Linked DNA regions of Rattus norvegicus: region 1 is linked to region 2. The links are chromatin contacts, called in public Hi-C maps. All regions are on one chromosome and are shown on one strand. Each heading gives the region's core, a stretch centred on a gene start, on an enhancer-like site or on the middle of the called end of the contact. The rest is flanking DNA. Distances are from core to core; before and after follow the strand shown.

Region 1 (4,430 bases), core at 929-3,428, 220 kb before region 2:
GTCAGTGTACAGAACTCTGTGACAAGTGTTGTGTGGGAAGCTCATCTCACCTGAGGCATCTCGAGGGCTTTCATGATGGCTGAGAAGGAATAGAGGTCTCCCATGGTGTCCTTCAGTTCCATTGCCACCTGGATGATCTTATTAAGGGTTCCTGCCCGGTTCTCCAATGTGCCCGTGCAGCCCAGAATGTCCACAGCAATGCCAATGGCCATGGTGTTGTGTCTAGATAGGAGAAGGCCAAGAGTAGGGCTTGGGTCAACAAGAGGAGGAGAAGATGGCCTTAATTATCCGGAAGGAGGGTTATTTGTGTGCCACTGGCTGGGAGCCAGTTTGGAAAGCTGATCTCAATAAAATCCACCCCACACCAGACAAAGAATGCACTATCAATTCAGAAAGTAAGATGCTCTAGAACATAGCCAGGTTCAACCCTGGACATGGGACCATGAAGAGGACCTCCTGGGCAGGAGGACCTCAAAAGTGCACATGGCTACATGTTCCCTCTCCCTTAGGAGATATCACATCCCCAATATACAGGAAATGCTACCCCTGAGGAAGAATGCTACCCCTTAGTGGGAATGGAAAAGAGAGGGGAAGAGTGGGAGACAGAGATGGGGGGTGTTATAAACTTGATTCAAGATGTCATGGGTATCAGAACAAGAGGAAGAGAGAGGACTCAAGGAGTGTGTTCTGTAGCCGGAACACAGACTCCACAGAGAGACGGGGGAGGTAAACAAAGACTGAAAGACAGGCAGGAATTTGCTGTAAGGTCAGACCCTAATAAAACAAAGTATCTACTCCTCCGCCCCCATTCTCCCTTTTTCTCACCCTAAATTACGAGGGTCATATTCAAGAGTCTCAGGGCAGGAAACACAGTGACTTTTCTGTGCATAACAATGGGGTCCTATATGCGGGTCGGACAGTGGCAGGAAGCTCAGACAGTGAGTTCCTCCCTCTATAATCCGAACCCAGGAATTCACTGCCCAAACTGAATTTACTGAATTTACTGGCCAGACTGTCTTAGTCTTCCAGGCTCACGGGCAAACACTGGAAGTAAAACTGTAGCTCTGATTCCTAAGATCCCAGAGCCTTTGAGTCCCAGCACCAGCGCTGCTGTTCCTGCTGTTCCTGCTGTGCCCGGGTAGGTGTTCCCTCAGCCTTAGTGAGCAGGGGTGGTGGGCACGTGCCTCGCCTTCCCAATTCTAAAACCTGTGAGCTGAGTTATGAACTCTGCTGTCTCCGTGTGTGTGTGTGTGTGTGTGTGTGTGTGTGTGTGTGTGTGTGTGTGGTACACAATTACAAAGCAAGGGCAAGGTTTATAAAATATAGACTATGGGCACAAAAATAACTTACCACCTCTATAATGTAAGCCTCTCCTCCCTCCCTGTGTGTGTGTGTGTGTGTGTGTGTGTGTGTGTGTGTGTGTGTGTGTGGTACACAATTACAAAGCAAGGGCAAGGTTTATAAAATATAGACTATGGGCACAAAAATAACTTACCACCTCTATAATGTAAGCCTCTCCTCCCTCCCTCTGTGTGTGTGTGTGTGTGTGTGTGTGTGTGTGTGTCTCTCTCTCTCTCTCTCTCTCTCTCTCTCTCTCTCTCTCTCTCTCTCTCTCTCCTCTCTCAACCCCCTCCCCAAGGTGCTGTGGACTGAACCCAGGGCCTGTACATCCAGGGCGAGCACTCTACACCTGACTTATGTCTCTAGCCCATCTTACCCTTTAAGTCAGGGTCTCATTAATTTGCCTCCTCAGTTACTGAATCTCTGGTCCTCCTGACTCAGTCCCTTGTACAAGCTGTAACTGACAGGGTTGTCTCCACCAGGCCTGACTACCTTGACTCATTTTGTCTGTTTGTCCCACCTCTTTCCTTTTCCCCCAACTATGTCCCATCCCTGATTTCTTGTCTTTCTAACCAATGAATCCAACTGGATTCCCAAAGGATAAACTTCGTGTACTTGTTAAAGAGTTGTGTCTCTTAATGAAGTATTAACTCACACCACAGGTGCTTCTTTCCCCTGCTTCACTCACGTGGCGTGCCATCAGTGGCTAACCAGCTAATAGGCTAGTGACAATCACTTGCTCACCATCTGCTGGGGACTTCCTGGTGCTGGTGGTGTGTGTGTGAATGACTCAGTCTGTGGTTGACATGTCAGTGGCCAGCAGCTAGCCATACCCACATCTTACCAGAAGAATGCTTCCAGCTTAGCCTGCCTGGGAATGAGTTAGTAAATGACGGCCAGGGTAGTCTGTATTTGATTCCAGATCAGGAAAATGAAGTCATTGAGCAGTTCAGGGCTCCCAAGACCTTTGCCTCTATTTAGTTAACACACTGTAACCAGTCACTATCCCCAGACTCTCTGAGTAGAGAGCCCACCATCAGAAAGAGATAGAAACAAATTAGAGTGCAAGATTCTAGGCAAGCAGCAAAAAAGGATGGGTCTGGACAGAGTTGAAGTCAGAAGACAAGCAAGAGAGTGGCCCTGCAGCCTCTGGCCATGGCTTAGGTCCAGAGCTCAGGTCCCAGCACACCGTGTCTCAATACCAGGGGGAAAAAAGTGTTTGGAGTTTCCAGATTGCAGTGTATCTACTCGGAATGAGGAAGTGAGGGTGACCACTCTACCCAGACAACACAGGGGAAGTGAGGCGAGCTCCTGGGCATGAGGAGGAGGAGGCTGAAGTGAGGAGTCAGGAGAAGCAGGTGGCTCAGTAGGACATCAAAGTCCCCAAAGCTTGCCTGGACAAAGTTTGAGGGAACTCTCTAACACATCTGCCCTCCTCCTGACCCCACCCCAGCCTCCGCCCCACTCCCGCTGAGCCATAGCCTAGGCTGGACTCCCTGTACCTATGACAGCCTGGCCTGGAAATTGTGATCCTCTTCGCCTGTTTACCAGTGCTGGATTACAGACACGTCACCCCACACTCATGTGTGTAAAGCTGTGTGGAATGTAGCCTTTACTCCCAGAGGCCGACAGCTGTTTGCACAAGTAGATAAGTAGATATGATTAACACTTGAATCAAAGGTTCTCATCTCTCGGTTCCCTCTGCCACCCACACACAGTGGCCACAACAGTCATTGGTCTGAGCACAATTCCTGCATCATAGAAAACTCAACTGGCCAGGGCTGTACCCAAGAATATCAAGGAAGCTGTAACAGTCATGCTGTGAAATAATTTGCACACTAGTGAGCATGGGGGGGGGGGCAGCTTTTGTTTAATATGAAAATCTAGTCTTCTGTTTCTTGTCTCTAAGCATTCTGAGGGCATGCTTTTGTTTTGTTTCATGGCTTGTTTATTGTTTGCAACAAAGCTTTATTGTGTAGCCTGGGCTGGACTTAAGCATCCTGCCTCAGCCCCCATTACTAAGATTACAGATACCTGTGTGTTTGAATAAACACCCAGTGTGGTGGTGAGTACTGTCAACTTGAGAGAATCCAGAATCAGCAGGTTGATGGGCCCCTGGGGGACTTTATTAGCTGAGGTAGGAAGACACTGCCCTGTAGGCAGGGCACTCTCCAGCTGGGACCCTGCTCTGTGTATGGGGAAGGCATGGAGCAGCAGCTTGCATTCCTGACTGAAGACACAGCCTGACCACATTTGTCAATTTCCTGCTGTCTAAGCTTCCCCACCATGACAGACTATGAACTGAAATAAATCCTTTCTTGGGATGCTCTGGCCAGGGTAATTTAGTACAGCAACAAGAAAAGAACTAAGTACCCAGGGGTTGCAGTGTTCCTGAAGCAGGGCAGAATGGTTTCAGAGCCTGGGGATCCCCAGTCGTCCTCCTGTCCACCCCTAAAGAGGGAGGTCAGAATCCGCTCTCCTCAGTCTTTCCTGACCCTAACTAATTCATCAAGAGGTGTTAAGCTCCAGAGACCCCATGAGACCTCCTGAAAGCAGCAGGAAGGTGCAATGTTCTGGCTGCAGCCTCAAACAAGGCCAGTCTCCAGCCTCTGTTTGGGGATGGGGCAAGGAGGGCGTGATGTCCCAGACGTGGGCTGCACTGCCTGCTCATCTCCAGGTACTCTACAGCGCAGGCTTGAGAAGGGTCATGAGTGACTCCAGGACAGTCTGATGCTGCTTCCCTCCTCAGCATCCTGCTGCTGCATGGATACCTGCAAGGAGCTGACGGTGTGGGAACGCAGACGCGGCACACTCACCTTTCAATAATGTCCAGGCGCAGCTGGCGTCCGTGAGGCAAGGTAATGAGTTCCAGTCCCGAGCTCACGCCCATGCTCCTCTTCATGTCTTCAGAGACTTCCAGTATCCTAGCAACCTGTCGGAGCCAAGGAGAAATTCGCTGGATCAGGGAGTGTGTTGGGCCCGTGTTAATTTACAACGAGGAAAGATAGAAATACAGTACACGGAAGCCGGGTGGCTGTGGATGGAAGGCGCTTGGATCTCTTTGAGAGACAGCATGCAAAATGTTCCTT
Region 2 (4,618 bases), core at 1,400-3,899:
ATGTCTATGGCTTTTTCCCACCCAAGGACCCATTCAAATCATTCATTCATTCATTCATTCATTCATTCATTCATTCATTCGATCTAGTAGCTCCATGTCTTTAATCTCCACAAACATGGAACGGCTAATCTTTAATTCTTTGGCCCGTGTTGTTTTTGAAGGCTATCAGATGGTCGCTTAGTAGACTGACCTTTTTCTGCCTGGTATTTCAGGATTCAGTTTAGGTAAGCGTTCTCTGAGAGGAAACATCACCAAGGTAGCGGTTTTATCCAGTGAGAAAGCTCCTGCCTGCCCTCTCTACCCAATGCTCACAGAGTTAGTGTTGCTCTCTAAAGACTGCGAACAACCACTTTGTGGAGGGTGCCCTCTGCTGGCCATTTCCAGCACTGCAACTGTAAACTTCTAACGAGAGGTCAACAACTCTGAAGGGACATTTAATTGGTCTCGTGACCCTAGGAATTATTCCTCCTTATTAACTTTGATTCCGTCACTGATAGAATGGGGATGTCTGTGTTTTCTCTGCTTCCCTTACAAATTTCAAGGTGGTTGAGTGTGAAAAAGATTTACAAAGATGGTCGGGTATCTTATATTCATGCTTACGTTCATGCTAGCCCCTCTGACTTTTCTATAGGCCCAGAATAGTGGTCTCTAGAGTGCCAATCCTGCTCTTCGTGATTCCCACTCGCTACCTGAAAACCCTCCAATGAGTTTGGGCTCTCTGGACACCATGATAAGCGCCTTCTCCCTGCTGAAGAATCCACGAACACAGGTCAAGGGCATAGTGAACTGGCTCTCAGTGTGTCTGACCTAGTGGGAACATTGCTGGTCTGTGTACCAGCCATCGTACCCTGTGCTCACCAGGGTCACAGCCACCTGCTCTTCCCAGGCGGTAAGAGCAAAGGCACGGACCCTCTGACACCCACCAAACGGATCCTGTTAACAGGAATTGGCTCCAGCGTTTTCAATGACACTAAAGCCGGGGAATCTGTTTTCAAGATAAGTAAAAATTCTCTTTATCCCGACTTCGTATTTTTGCCCATATTTTCTTCGCCCCCGTCTCAGAAGCTTAGGTCTCTGTCCACACAGTTTCTCCCTGGTACCCTTCTTCCCCACTTTAATAAAAATTTACCGAGCACCAACTTTGCTCCAGGCACTGCGTTGGGTTACATGGGGAAGAACTGCAGGGACAATTTGCCTCCATAAAGTGACTAGAGTTATGGGTTGGCAGAAACGAGCAGAGCACAGAGCAGCAATTTAATTACGCACGAATGTGCTCCCCCCGCCTCCTGAGCGGGTCGTTTTGTTTGTTTGTTTGTTTGTTTGTTGGTCTTGCTGTGCTTCTGAGGCATCCGTACCACCACCCAGGAGGCCCAGAGCCTCCTCCTCCTCGCTCTATGTTTTTTTTTTTCTTTTTTGGTTCCCTCCCCCCCCCCCCCCCCCCCGGAGCTGCGGACCGAACCCAGGGCCTTGCGCTTCCTAGGCAAGCGCTCTACCACTGAGCTAAATCCCCAACCCCTCGCTCTATGTTTGTTTTCTCACTCTCTCAGGACACAAGAGAGAGTTACTTCTTAGGCTCCAGGGAGCTCAGAGGAGAAGAAATTGGTAGATTTAAGAAAGAGTGAATCTATTTCTCAACACGGAAATAGCTTTCTATGGGGGGGGGGGTGTCTGGTTTTCACCTCAATTTTCCCTTCAGATCAGAGTCTGGAGTAGTGAACTCGGCCTATTCTCCCCCATGAGCCCTTCCTGTTTTAGAGACCTTGGTATTCTCGAGACGTGGTGGAAGCACGTGGAATTAGTGGCGTGATAGGGTCACAGGGTAGTCTGACACACCGTGGGCAGTCAGTCTAGGTGTGTGGAATGGTTGCAAGCCTCGCCTTGTAATTTTAGAGCCACAGGAGGATGTGAGAGGAGCAGCCTGGCTGGGCGGGGAGGTGGTCTGGACAGCAGACTGGCTACGGCCTAAGCAGTGACCAGATGGAGGCCACTCCTCATCCACCTGTGGGATTCCAAGGTCAGGTTCACAAAAAAAATAATTAATCAATCTTTACAAATCACTATTTTTCACTGGACTGGGGGCTGTGCCTAAGGCTGTAGCTGAACTGTAGAATCCGTACCCGAACAGGGCTGCCTTGTCTGGCCTCAGTGGAAGAGGACACACCTAACCCTGCAGAGACTTGATACGCCAGGGTGGGGGGATACCTGGGAGGGCCCCACACTCTCAGAGAAGAAAGGGGGTGGGGAGACTCTGTGAGGGGAGACCGAGAGGGGGCAGTGTTTGGTATGTGAATAAATTAATATATTAATATATTTTTTTAAAAATCATAAAAGAAGTATATTTATGAAAAATAAAATTTTAATAAAACAAAATTGGGGGGAATTGCTGTTTCTCAAAAACGAAGTGGATGCAGAACAGTGCAGGTCATCCTTTCAAGGAGGCGACGAAAGGCCATTTTGGTTTGTTGGTTGGTTGTTTGTTGTTGGGGGTTGAACACAGTGTCTCATACACACTAAGCAAGCAGTCTACCGTGAGTGATTCCTCTCGGCCTGCGCAGCGACTTGGGGACATAGAGGAGAACACTCCATGAGAGTAAAGACTATGTTGTCTTAGTCACTCCTGTGAGCCGCTAGGCTATCCAGCAGACACATGTATTAGTCACAATGGACGCACGCCATGATCGAGTTTCTTTTATTCATGGTGGCATAACCTCCCTGAGAAGCTAAGAGAATACTTTCGTGTGTTCTGCCAAATAGTTTCCCCCAGGAAATGGTTTAAAATCATGTTGTGATTTCTAGCTTTACTTTCACTAGCGAGTAATTCATAAAGTCAGTCGGAAATTAAAACTGGCTCGGCGAGCAATCGCTGGTCACACTGAAAGCCATTCAGCTATGGCCCAACGAGTTCAAGGCAATCATCCGGGTACCAAGATCCCGAGGAACCCAACAAAAACAAAGACAGAACCAAGCGCCCCAGCTATCTAAACTGTGATTATAGAAACAGGTACCAACTGGTATGTTACTAAGTCCTGAAATCGCCCTCAAGTGAGCAAACACTACAAGAAACCAAAAGTAAAAAGACCCAAAGACAAAAGAGACACTCATAAGAACAGAACTAGCTTGTCTGTCCTGAGCCTGGCAGGGCGACACCATTGGCCATCTGTTCCCTGGTCCCTACACCTCCTGCTAAAGCAGTGCAGACTCGCTGACAGGAGTCCCTGCTGCTGCTGCTGCTGCTGCTGCTGCTGCTGCTGCTGCTGCTGCTGCTGCTGCTGCTGCTGCTGCTGTGTGGTATCCCCTGGCTTCTGTGAGGCTCTGTGAGGGCTGACTTAGCCTGGATGAGAGGGCATGGCAACTTGCATTACCCTCTGGTTCCAGAGGCTGAAAGTTCATGACATGAGGCTTTCAAAAGATGCAGCGTCTCGAGCCAGGCACTGCGTGTATCACACTATCTCCTTAAGTTACCCGTGTAGAAGGGTTCACCCTCCCTCTCCCTCCCCTCCTTTCTCATTCTCCTTCCCTCCTCTTTCCCCCTCTCCCTCCATCTCTCCCCCCTTTTCCCTCCCTCAGTTATTTTACAAATAAAACCAGGGAAACTGAGAGGAGTCTGAAGTCGGTCTGCCTCTGCAGCCAGCTCCCTGAGGTCTCAGGCCTTGCTGAGACCTTGAACCTTCCCGGAGGCCTCCGTGTCTTCCCTAGCAACAGTCACACTCTTATTCCCCTTCTCTTTTCCTTATCTACCTAACTCTGGGGTGCTGCCTAGTCCAAGACAGACACCCTCCCATACACATTACAGACTTTCCTCCTGCCCTTTAAAGCCCTTTACTCTTTCACTAGGCTCCACTCCTCAGCCATCTTCCATCCTCCCTCTTCCCTCCTCCCTCCATCTTCTATCCTCCATCCTCCCTCCATCTTCCCTCCCACCTCCCTCCTCCTTCCTCCTTCCTCCCTCCTCCCTCCTCCCTTCTCCCTCCTCCCTCCTCCCTCCTCCCTCCTCCCTCTTCCCTCCATTTTCCCTCCCTCCTCCCTCCTCCCTCCTCCCTCCCTCCTCCCTCCTCCCTCCATTTTCCCTCCCTCCTCCCTCCTCCCTCCATCCTCCCTCCCTCCTCCCTCCTCCATCCTCCCTCCTCCATCCTCCCTCCTCCCTCTTCCCTCCCTCCTCCCTCCTCCCTCTTCCCTCCCTCCTCCCTCTTCCCTCCCTCCTCCCTCCTCCCTCCTCCATCCTCCCTCCATCCTCCCTCCCTCCTCCATCTTCCCTCCTCCCTCTTCCCTCCCTCCTCCATCCTCCCTCCTCCCTCTTCCCTCCTCCCTCCTCCCTCCTCCCTCCTCCACCCTCCATCCTCCCTCCCTCTTCCCTCCCTCCTCCCTCCTCCCTCCTCTCTCCTCCCTCTCTCTTCCCTCCTCCCTCCATCTTCCCTCCTCCCTCCTCCCTCCCTCCTCCCTCTTCCCTCCATCCTCCCTCTTCCCTCCTTCCTCCATCCTCCCTTCTCCCTCCTCTCTCCTCCCTCTCTCCTCCCTCCTCCCTCCATCTTCCCTCCTCCCTCCTCCCTCCTCCCTCCTCCCTCCTCCCTCCTCCCTCCTCCCTCTTCCCAAGCCCAGGCACCAGTTCACAGAACATCTT

Evidence for each region. A called contact is a pair of places that touch in the nucleus more often than the background predicts.
Region 1: a contact with region 2 is called in a Hi-C map of the A7r5 cell line, with 6 times the contacts expected there. The contact joins two enhancer-like sites. A contact is called at or near these places in 5 of 12 Hi-C or Micro-C datasets (the A7r5 cell line, the Rat2 cell line, Schwann cells and 2 more).

The regions. Positions count from the first base shown.
Region 1 is chr2:213,312,454-213,316,883 of GRCr8, reverse strand. Bcar3 (BCAR3 adaptor protein, NSP family member) reads right to left here. Exons shown (of 12, transcript NM_001107722.1): 8 at 4,158-4,273; 9 at 51-222. Among named protein-coding and RNA genes, the nearest start is that of Bcar3, 100 kb to the right of the region's middle. Within about 2 kb of position 2,178, at least 17 of the 93 cell types and tissues checked have an H3K27ac peak or open chromatin away from gene starts, as enhancers often do. A contact at or near this core is called in the A7r5 cell line, where this site is marked.
Region 2 is chr2:213,092,967-213,097,584 of GRCr8, reverse strand. No RefSeq gene overlaps it. Among named protein-coding and RNA genes, the nearest start is that of Mir760, 18 kb to the right of the region's middle. Within about 2 kb of position 2,649, at least 1 of the 93 cell types and tissues checked has an H3K27ac peak or open chromatin away from gene starts, as enhancers often do. A contact at or near this core is called in the A7r5 cell line, where this site is marked.